Regions from separate parts of the Mus musculus genome. Here region 1 is linked to region 2. A link is a contact called in public Hi-C data. All regions are on one chromosome and are shown on one strand. Each heading gives the region's core, a stretch centred on a gene start, on an enhancer-like site or on the middle of the called end of the contact. The rest is flanking DNA. Distances are from core to core; before and after follow the strand shown. Region 1 holds the start of Slc4a4 (solute carrier family 4 (anion exchanger), member 4). Region 2 has its middle 48 kb from the start of Dck.

Region 1 (4,333 bases), core at 1,633-4,132, 74 kb before region 2:
AACTCGTGCAGTGGTGGGTACATGAAATGACTTCAAGTTAGGACCCAAACATCTATGACCAAAATGTACTAAGTGTCTGAACGTGAGGAGTTAAGCAAAAAATATTTGTATCCAACGTACCCCTGACCTTATATCAAAGAAACAGAATTTATCCCCTAAAATACCTATATGCAAGAGTCATAGTATCTAGTTTGGTAAAGTCCTATTTGGTTCCTGGGTCTTCTCTAACTGTTCATTTTTGCTAAAGGGTTCCATTAAAAACAAATTTCATGGGTCTTCAAGTTGTCCTAAAAAAAGCAACATCAAATAAGATAAGTGGTCTGTTTACAGCTTCCTCGGACCAATCAGTCATGTACCCTGATCTCTTCCATTTTGGAATGGAAAAAAACAACAAACAAACAAACTTGGAAACCTTAATCATCTTCCACTTGTTCATTCCAACCGAGACCTGACTATGCATCAAATCCAGACTTAAGCCTTTATTCCTAGCGTTTAAAAGGAACATCAGGGAACAAGCTGACAGAGTATCCTGGCCACACTTCTGCAGCAGTGCATTCTCCCAGGACTGGCTCCCCTAACAATAGCAGTCCTCATGGACTGCAGCGCCCTCAAAGGCAGGCAGGGAAACCTGATTACCTACAGTGATTCACCAGTGTGTTTCCTTCCTTAAGTGCTGTTTTCCTTTAAGTTGTGAGCTAGAGACTATCGTGCATGTTATCAGAACAAGAGATCAGAATCTTCAAATTGCACTTGCCAGAGCTCAGTGAAAAATGAGATTACCACCAGGGTGTGCTGGGAGATGTCCCAAAGGTTGCCTGGCTTCCAACACATTTTTTATTTTTTTTTCCTTCCACTACAGTTGCCTGTCTTCCTTTTATACAGTATCTCTATAAATCCAAATGTCTTCGTTTAAAATGATGGCACTTGTTGTCATACACTGCGAGTTCTCTTATGTTGACAAAGTGAACCAAACGGAACACATCAGCAAATTGAGCATACTTCTGGCCACCTGAAAAGTGCACCTGCCTTGCATGTCTTCAAAAATAGTCCTCAACCAGATAATGATACTGACATTTTCATGCTGTAAGACAGAAAGGGATGAGGCTTTCTGCTTTCTCAAATATACCTGGCACTACCAAAATATCCCATTTTCTGTCTCTCACCCCATCCATATATGTGCCCTATACCTCAAGAATTCATAGCAGAAGTTTCCTATCCTACCTAGGTATGGGAGTTTTGTACCATCTCACCTATACCTGGAGATATGGTAAAAACTATTAAATTTCACCATTTAATGTGAGAGATCAGAATCCTGTTTAGATTTAACTTTAAAATGAAAGTAAAAGTTTTTCTCTGCTATGAAAGCTTTACAAAGCAGGCACGCTTCCTTTGAATGAAGTACAAATAGCCCCAGTCTAAGGTACAATAATGACTGGAAAGTATTTCGCTAATGTGACAAACACAAGGACCAGGGTTCTTAGAAACATTTATTTTTAAGTCTTTGAGCCGCTGAGCACAGGACTGGCTGCCAGAGAGAATCTCTTCAAATCACAGTGAGTATAGGCACTAGTGAGCAATACACACTTCCATTCAGATAATATCGCAACCCTAAGTCCCTGATTAAGAAAGGGAAGTTCGATGCAGCGCCTTAAGAAAGAGCCTTTCCAGGATTCGAGACTGTGTTATTGCAGCCCAGCGTCGGGGAGTTCTCACCCAGAGCAAGTCTGTCTAGCACTGAAGTGAAAAGGGAGAGAGAAGTTAAGTGGCAAGGGGAAGAGAAAGGTGCTTTGAGCACTTGAACTTCAGACTGGAAGAACTTGCTGCAGGCAATCTTGCTGAGAAGGTGGGGCCTCTAGGAGTGGAGAAAGGCAAAGCTACACCTTTACAGGGAACCGAGAAGGGCTCTACTTGCTAGAGCCAAGGCAGACATGCTTTCTTGGCGTTTCCCAAGTTGAGGGGTTTTCTTTTCCCCTTTTGTTCTCGGAGAACTTTCCTCTTTGTGGAGCCCGCTGCAGTTAGTTGCTGTCGCTCGGTGGCTGTTCTTAACAGACTGGCAAAGGCTGAGGGCAATGCACTTAAGAAAGGAATCACCTGTCCTTGCCAAGATGCACATGCTGCCCAGTACCTGAGAGAGAGCTCCACGGTCGCCAGCCCACAGAAATCCCAGTTTAACCTCTGACTCCCCCCACCCCCTTGCAAATAAATGTGTGCCGCTTGCAGAGAATCTGCCTGACTCACCCCCGCCTCCGGCGTGCCAGGGAGAGATGCAAGTGCCCGGTCCTGGAGCGGACAGTGAAGTAGGGACCACGGCCTCGATGGCACTATTGCCCCAACCTCCAGAGCTTAAGGATCTGGAGGTGTGTCCCCCCTCAAGCAGGTTCCCAGCCACACCGCGACCACCCGGGCTCAAGGAAACACAGTGTCACTGCTCTTGAGCCCAGCCCGGGCGTCTACTGGCCCCACAGTCGTGGCAACAACGCCCGGTTACGTGCAGGCGGCTATGCAGTAGGGGGAAAACAGAACCACCCAAAGTCGTCATCTGAACGCTTAGACAGAATAAAAAGTACTTTTTCCGCAGCAACAGCAGCGGTGTCCACACTTCTCCGGCGCCCAGCCCAGGGGATGCCTGGCCCGCCACTGACCTCTCTCTCTCTCTCTCTCTCTCTCTCTCTCTCTCTCTCTCTCTCTCTCTCTGCGTCCCTCCCTGGACGCACCGAGGCCGCCCGCGCGCCCTGCGGGACTGCCACCCAGTGCCCACCCCGCGGGCGAGGCATGGGGACGTGGCCGACCCTCCCTGCCACCGCTTGGGCCACTCACCTCCTGGGGTCGGGCTTCCGTCGCTCCTCCAGCTTGGCGACCGAGTGTGAGGCTGCAGCGGCCGCCGCCGCCGCTGCCGCCGCCGCCGCTTTCGCCGCCACCTCGGCCGCCGCCGCCACCTAAGCTCTGCCCCGCGCGCCGCCGGGGCTGGGAGGCGGGGGAGCGCGGGGACCCGGGCGGCGTGGGCTGGGAAGTTGGCGCGGCCGGTCGCAGAGCGCGCGGGGCAGCGGTCGCAACTTTGGCGCCGGGTGGGTGGCTGCGCACTGTGCGTCGGGGAGGCGGCCGAGGGGCGAGGGTGGCCGCGGGAGGGTCGGCCCCGCGGGGAGGGATCGGCGACGCGGAGCAGAGGTGCTGGCCTCGGGGAGGGGACGGCGGCGGCGGGGCGGCTCCGCTCTACTCTGCCTCCCGCAGTTCCCGCGTGTGCGCCCGGCTCTCTGTGTGGCTGCCGGGAACCGACGCTGCAGCCGAGGCCGGGCTCGGGGATGGGCTAGGCGGCCGAAGCTGTGCGGCGAGCGCGAGCCCGCGATCCATATTTAAAGCGGCGAGTGGCCACGGCCGGCCCCCTGCCCTGCCCTCGCTCGCGCCCGCCCGGCCCCCTCGGCTCCCGGCCGCCGCTCCGCGTCAGCCGCCCGAGCTTCGGAGGAGGGGAGGGGCCTCTGGCTGCGCCGCCCTCGCCGGGGGCTCAGCACGCTGCGCCCTCCCGGGGCTGGAGGGGGCATCTGGCCCCCGACCCCGCAGTCTCGCCTTGCCAGGCTTCTCGCAACCAGAGATAGGTTCAACTTTTCACCCAGATGGCCTCAGTCCCCCCACATGGGAAGAACCTGAAGTTGCCTGCCCAGATCATTCCGGATGCTACTCTACAAAACTTGGCGTGTGTTGGTAAAGAAAGTGTTGTCAGCGCCCATATCAAGTCACCAGTCATCTTTTTTGACAAAGAATGTCTGGGGGACACAGGAGTGTCATTGGTGGCTTATGTCTGAATTAAGGAAACACCCTCAGCCATCTAAGCCAGGTTCTTACATTTGCAAAATGATCTTTCATATTTACTATGCTGATGAAACTAATTAAATACCCCCTTGCCAAGCAAATCACAATTATGTCAATAGCCCAGTACGACTGCCGTCAGTCCTTTAAGGTGTGAGCAGTTGCCAGCACAGACACTATCTAATGTTCTGAAAACTCCTGTAGAGTGGCCATTTAATGGGCTTATGCCGCATATCATATGGTGCAAGCATGTCTGTGTTTCCTGTTCATGCATTTTGTATGTGAAAGTCACCGTTGAGCCACCCAAATACATAAGCACGGGAGAAGTCACTTCACATACTAACTCTTGCTTCCAACACTTCTAACATAGGTAATAAGATGCTTGAGAAGGGGGACTTTGGGTGTAGAGGTAAAATAGGTTAATAGTAGAATCACTATTTTTCTTCCTTTCCTTTCCTTTCCTTTCCTTTCCTTTCCTTTCCTTTTCTTCAGTATCTAGAACTAAAGAAGATACATGGTGTCTCCCCTGGGG
Region 2 (4,256 bases), core at 311-2,810:
CTGAATAAGGGAGGGCAGTCAATAATCTTCAAACACCATTCAAACAAAGTCTCCATAGTCAATGGACAACTGAGCCAATAAACAAAAGGCAGCAGACACAGATAGCTCATGTCCAGCCACGACTAGGAAGCAGCAAATTTGCAAGTCCCACCTTTGCTTAATCCTGGAGTCATCTCTTTTGCAAAATAACCTATGTTGCTTGTGTAACAGGCAGAGAACAGGCCATTTGTTGGCTTGGCTATCCTAGGCCCTCTGGGCATCTTGGCAGACCCTGTAGGGCCATCTGGCCTTTAGCATCATCCCCCCTGAAGCTCATTTCTGCTCTTCGGTGATCAAGCGCTCTGCCATTGATCTTTTCCAGGATGTGAGGTTGTACCTGCTGTTTGCTGGCACCTGCATCTCATCATAGAGTAAGTACCAAATGGCTTTGCAACCCCATGTAGAAAACATTCGAGTTCTCCAAATTCCAAAAGTACACCGTAAAGATTTGGGAAGCCCTTCTCAACAGAAGTTCACCGCATTCTGAAATGATTGTGCTCTTACAATAAGTTCAAAACAGCGCATGGGATCATACTAGACAACACTTGAAGAGGAAAATGCCTAAATCCCTGTTAAGCAATAATCACTTTCATCCTGACGACACTTATGGCTATATGCAAAACAAAGGTCAACCTTATAAAGCTAATTAATGCAAAGTAGGCTCTGAGGAAATTCACTGAAGACTTCTGGGGGTCAGGGATGACCTGGCTTGAGAAAATAAGGATTCCTACACCAACTGTATGCCAACTTTAGCACAGAACTCCCAGCTTCTTGTAGTCCCTAAAAGAGGGACAGATGACCTAAATTTACTATGCAAAATAAGTTAGAAAATAAAACAGGACTCAAGGATGCTGTTAACAACACTGCATGCAGGAATCTGTAACATTGTAGTGTGTCCTGTGACCACAAATCCTTACGTGTACTAAGAACTGAGACCCCGAAAGGTTAAGAGTCAGGCTAGGAAATTAACATCATCTATAAAACTATAAAAGCAGCCTTGGATACCATAGCATTGTAGAACTGAATGAAAACCTCCGTGAAAGCCCTTTTCTGCATCATAAAAACCATGTGCCCTGTTTATAATGTGGTGCCCAATACAGGTGCATGCGCTGCTTAATGACTGGGAACGGATCTAGGCGTGCTATCCCCACACCACACAAGATCTTACAAGCAGTATGAGTCCTTTTCCAACCCACTCTTCCTAAAGTCTTTTCCTCTAACCATAAATATGTGAAGCAGCATCTATAGAGGCAAACCAGGTTAAGACATCCTGTTAATACAGACTTTGATACCCCAGCTCCCGGCAAACGCTGACAGGAAGAAGTCCCGCCACATCTCACGAGCCTTTGCTCCACTCTCATCTTTCCTTGTCATATCCCTGAATTTTTTTTTCTTACAATCAAAAATCTACTAAAAAAAATACATGTCCTTAAAAATATAGAGATACAGTTTAGATCTTCTTTCCACAGAGGACAGAGTTACCAGCCCCTGTGATTTTTTTTTTTTTTTTTTTTGACCAGTCTGGCTAATAATTTGGTGCCAGCACCAACTGCTGGCTAGATCATCTAGTCAGCAGGATGGGGCTCACTGTTCTCTTGCTTGTGTGATTTTGGTTTTTGAACATTTAAAATTGCCAACAATCCCAAATGGTGTCTCATTACTCCTCTCCAATTCGTTTCTATTTAAAGATTAAAAACTATCATATTTGGATTGAATTTCGATAAGATGCACAAGGAATAAGCCACTGTAAGACCAAATAGATTTCTGCTTATAATGAATGGGACATAGAGTTTTATACCGAACCTCAAAAGGCACAAATGCATCTCTGTATTATTCTGTCTGTAATCATCCTCAGAAACCCTAGATGACTTACTGAGTACCCACCGCCATCACAAAGCGACTGGGAATTTAAATGAACAAGATGAGACTGACACAGCTTACAGGTTCTGAACCAGGGTAGAACACTTGCCTACGAAAACAAACGCTGCTTCTGTTCCTATCTGCTTATGGTTTATATCTTTCTTAAGTAAAGACAAAGGGGGGTTGCACTACAGACGACTTTCTTACTCACAATAGGTCAAGCATCTGTGCTCAGGTTTGTAGCCAGCAGAGGTCACAAAACAAATGGATATCTGTGAAAAGAAAAATAATGGTGGGATGTACTTCACATAACGATCTTTGGGTGGTAAAGTGATACCGGTGACCCTTAAATCCAGATCTCCCTCCCTCCCTCCCTCCTTCTACACCCAGGTTTGAGGTTTAGATTCTATTTTTCTCGCTTCTGCTGCTTTTGTTGCTGATGTCGTATAGTGTACACATTCCCATTAACTAGAAAGAGATCTAAAAATCAAGGATTTCGGCTTGGTGTAGTGGCACACACCTTAAACCCCAGCACTCGCCAGAGGGTCTCTGTGAGTTTGAAGCCAACCTGATCAACATAGTGAGTCCAGGACAGACCCTGTCTGTCTACATAGTGAGACCCTGTCACAGTAATTTTAATTAATTAAAGTATTTTTAGTTATCATTTTAACTTTCTCTTAGCATACAAAGTAATGGGTTTAATTATGACATTTGCCGATACACATATCATTATACTTTGTTGTTAACTTGCACCGCCCTCCACAAACCCACATCCTTAAACTTCTTTTACCAGGTCTCCGTCTTCTTTATCTGATTGATTGCAAAGGTTTGGTTATCTCTCCTTGCTCCCCCTTCTCCTTTCTAAACACAAGTATATCTTCCTCTCTTTTCTACTTTTATATGCATGCTTGTATATATGTTTGTGTGTGTACACATATATAGATTGAAATTTAGATTCTACATGAAGAAAAATTTATTTTTTTGTCTTTCAAAATAGAAGACTTCTTGCTAAAAAAGTATGGGAATTTTGTCTTGCAAACCTCTCCTTGTGAAAGTCTACAAATGTGCTGGACATGTGGTGCACTCTTACAGAGGTAGGAGGATCGGGAGTTCAAAGCTAGCCTTGGCTACATAGTGAGTTATAGGCTAGCCTGGTCTATAAAAGATCCTGTCTCAATGAAAAAAGTTTATAAATGTCTCTACTAATCTAATATTGGGGGTTTTGACTGTATAAATGCAAATAACCATTGTTCACATTTGTCAAAACGAAAGTTTTACTATAAGAAGATATAGAGATTTTTTTTTTACTAAAATATAGCAAAATACAAATTGGCTGAAATCCATCAACCATGATGATTTTAACTCTGTAAAAATAATTGATACTTAAAATGAGGCTTTGACTAGAAATTGTATCTGGAATATCCTTGCCAGAACTTCAGTTGATGCTTATTGTGCCCTGTATCCCTTAATAAAAGTTTCTCTTGCCAAACTGGGTTGTTCCATATACAGGCCTCAAAGACATGATAGCTACTATATAAATGCAGTTTTTTAAAAAAAGAAAGAAAGCTTATGTTGCCTAGTTTTACTACAGGTATTATTATAATTAGGAGAAGCAAGTCTACATATTGTGTATGTGTAGGAATAAACAAAAGCTAGTATTAGGAGAAAGGATATGCTGTGATTCCCAAAGTCTGTGTCTTTTTACTTGTGTTCTTATGAAAATCCAGAATACTCATAGAATAGTACTTGAGCTGGCCACAGCCTGCTGCTGACTACATGAGAATTTGGACTTTTCCCCAGCACAGCTCCCTCAGTTCATCTGCAGGATTAATGCTTTCAGAAGCTTTGAAAATCTTTCTGCAATGGGAACAGGCTGTTGTGTGGATTCCCTCATTTTCAGCATCCTCGATTCTTCCTGTATCTCTGGCTACAATTATCACAGAAGCTTTTTTGTCTTAGTAGAGTTATTCAAAATAAATAATCTCTACCAGTTACTATTTTTCTCAAGCTTGGGGGGAAAGCCACTCTGAAGAGATTCCACTTTAAGTCCTGTTGGTCTACCCACATCCCTAGCATTTTACTAGCAAGATACAACGTCATCTCTTTCAGTAGCATCTGTGTCTGTCTAACTAAGTAATATTCTCAAATAAAGCATGAAATGGTCTTTACAAAAATAACGATGAAGTCACTTAATCCCTCTAGCTACAAAGCCCTCCTACCTCAACTGATGGCCCCTCTGCTCCCTGTGTCTGTGCTTATAAACCTCTATTCGCTAAAAAGTCTTTCATCTAGGGCAACTTTTTTGTTTGTCTGTCTGTCTGCCTGTTTATGGTGTCTGACCTAGGGTACCTCTATGC

The links. Hi-C and Micro-C count contacts between places; a contact is called where the count stands out from the background.
Region 1: a Hi-C map of cerebellum shows a contact between it and region 2, with 2.1 times the contacts expected there. The contact joins the promoter of Slc4a4 here to the enhancer-like site in region 2. A contact is called at or near these places in 9 of 39 promoter capture datasets (3T3-L1-derived adipocytes, the HPC-7 cell line, cranial neural crest and 5 more), 1 of 15 datasets of contacts at CTCF or cohesin (the NIH/3T3 cell line), 4 of 484 Hi-C or Micro-C datasets (bone marrow-derived dendritic cells, cerebellum, embryonic fibroblasts and 1 more) and 3 of 115 datasets of contacts at active chromatin or transcription factors (embryonic stem cells and stem cell-derived neural progenitor cells).

Annotation. Positions count from the first base shown.
Region 1 is chr5:88,885,809-88,890,141 of GRCm38.p6, reverse strand. Slc4a4 (solute carrier family 4 (anion exchanger), member 4) reads right to left here and starts at 2,882. Exons shown (of 27, transcript NM_001359211.1): 1 at 2,818-2,882.
Region 2 is chr5:88,810,770-88,815,025 of GRCm38.p6, reverse strand. It overlaps a transcript of Slc4a4 not described here. Among named protein-coding and RNA genes, the nearest start is that of Dck, 48 kb to the right of the region's middle. Within about 2 kb of position 1,560, at least 4 of the 459 cell types and tissues checked have an H3K27ac peak or open chromatin away from gene starts, as enhancers often do. A contact at or near this core is called in cerebellum, where this site is marked.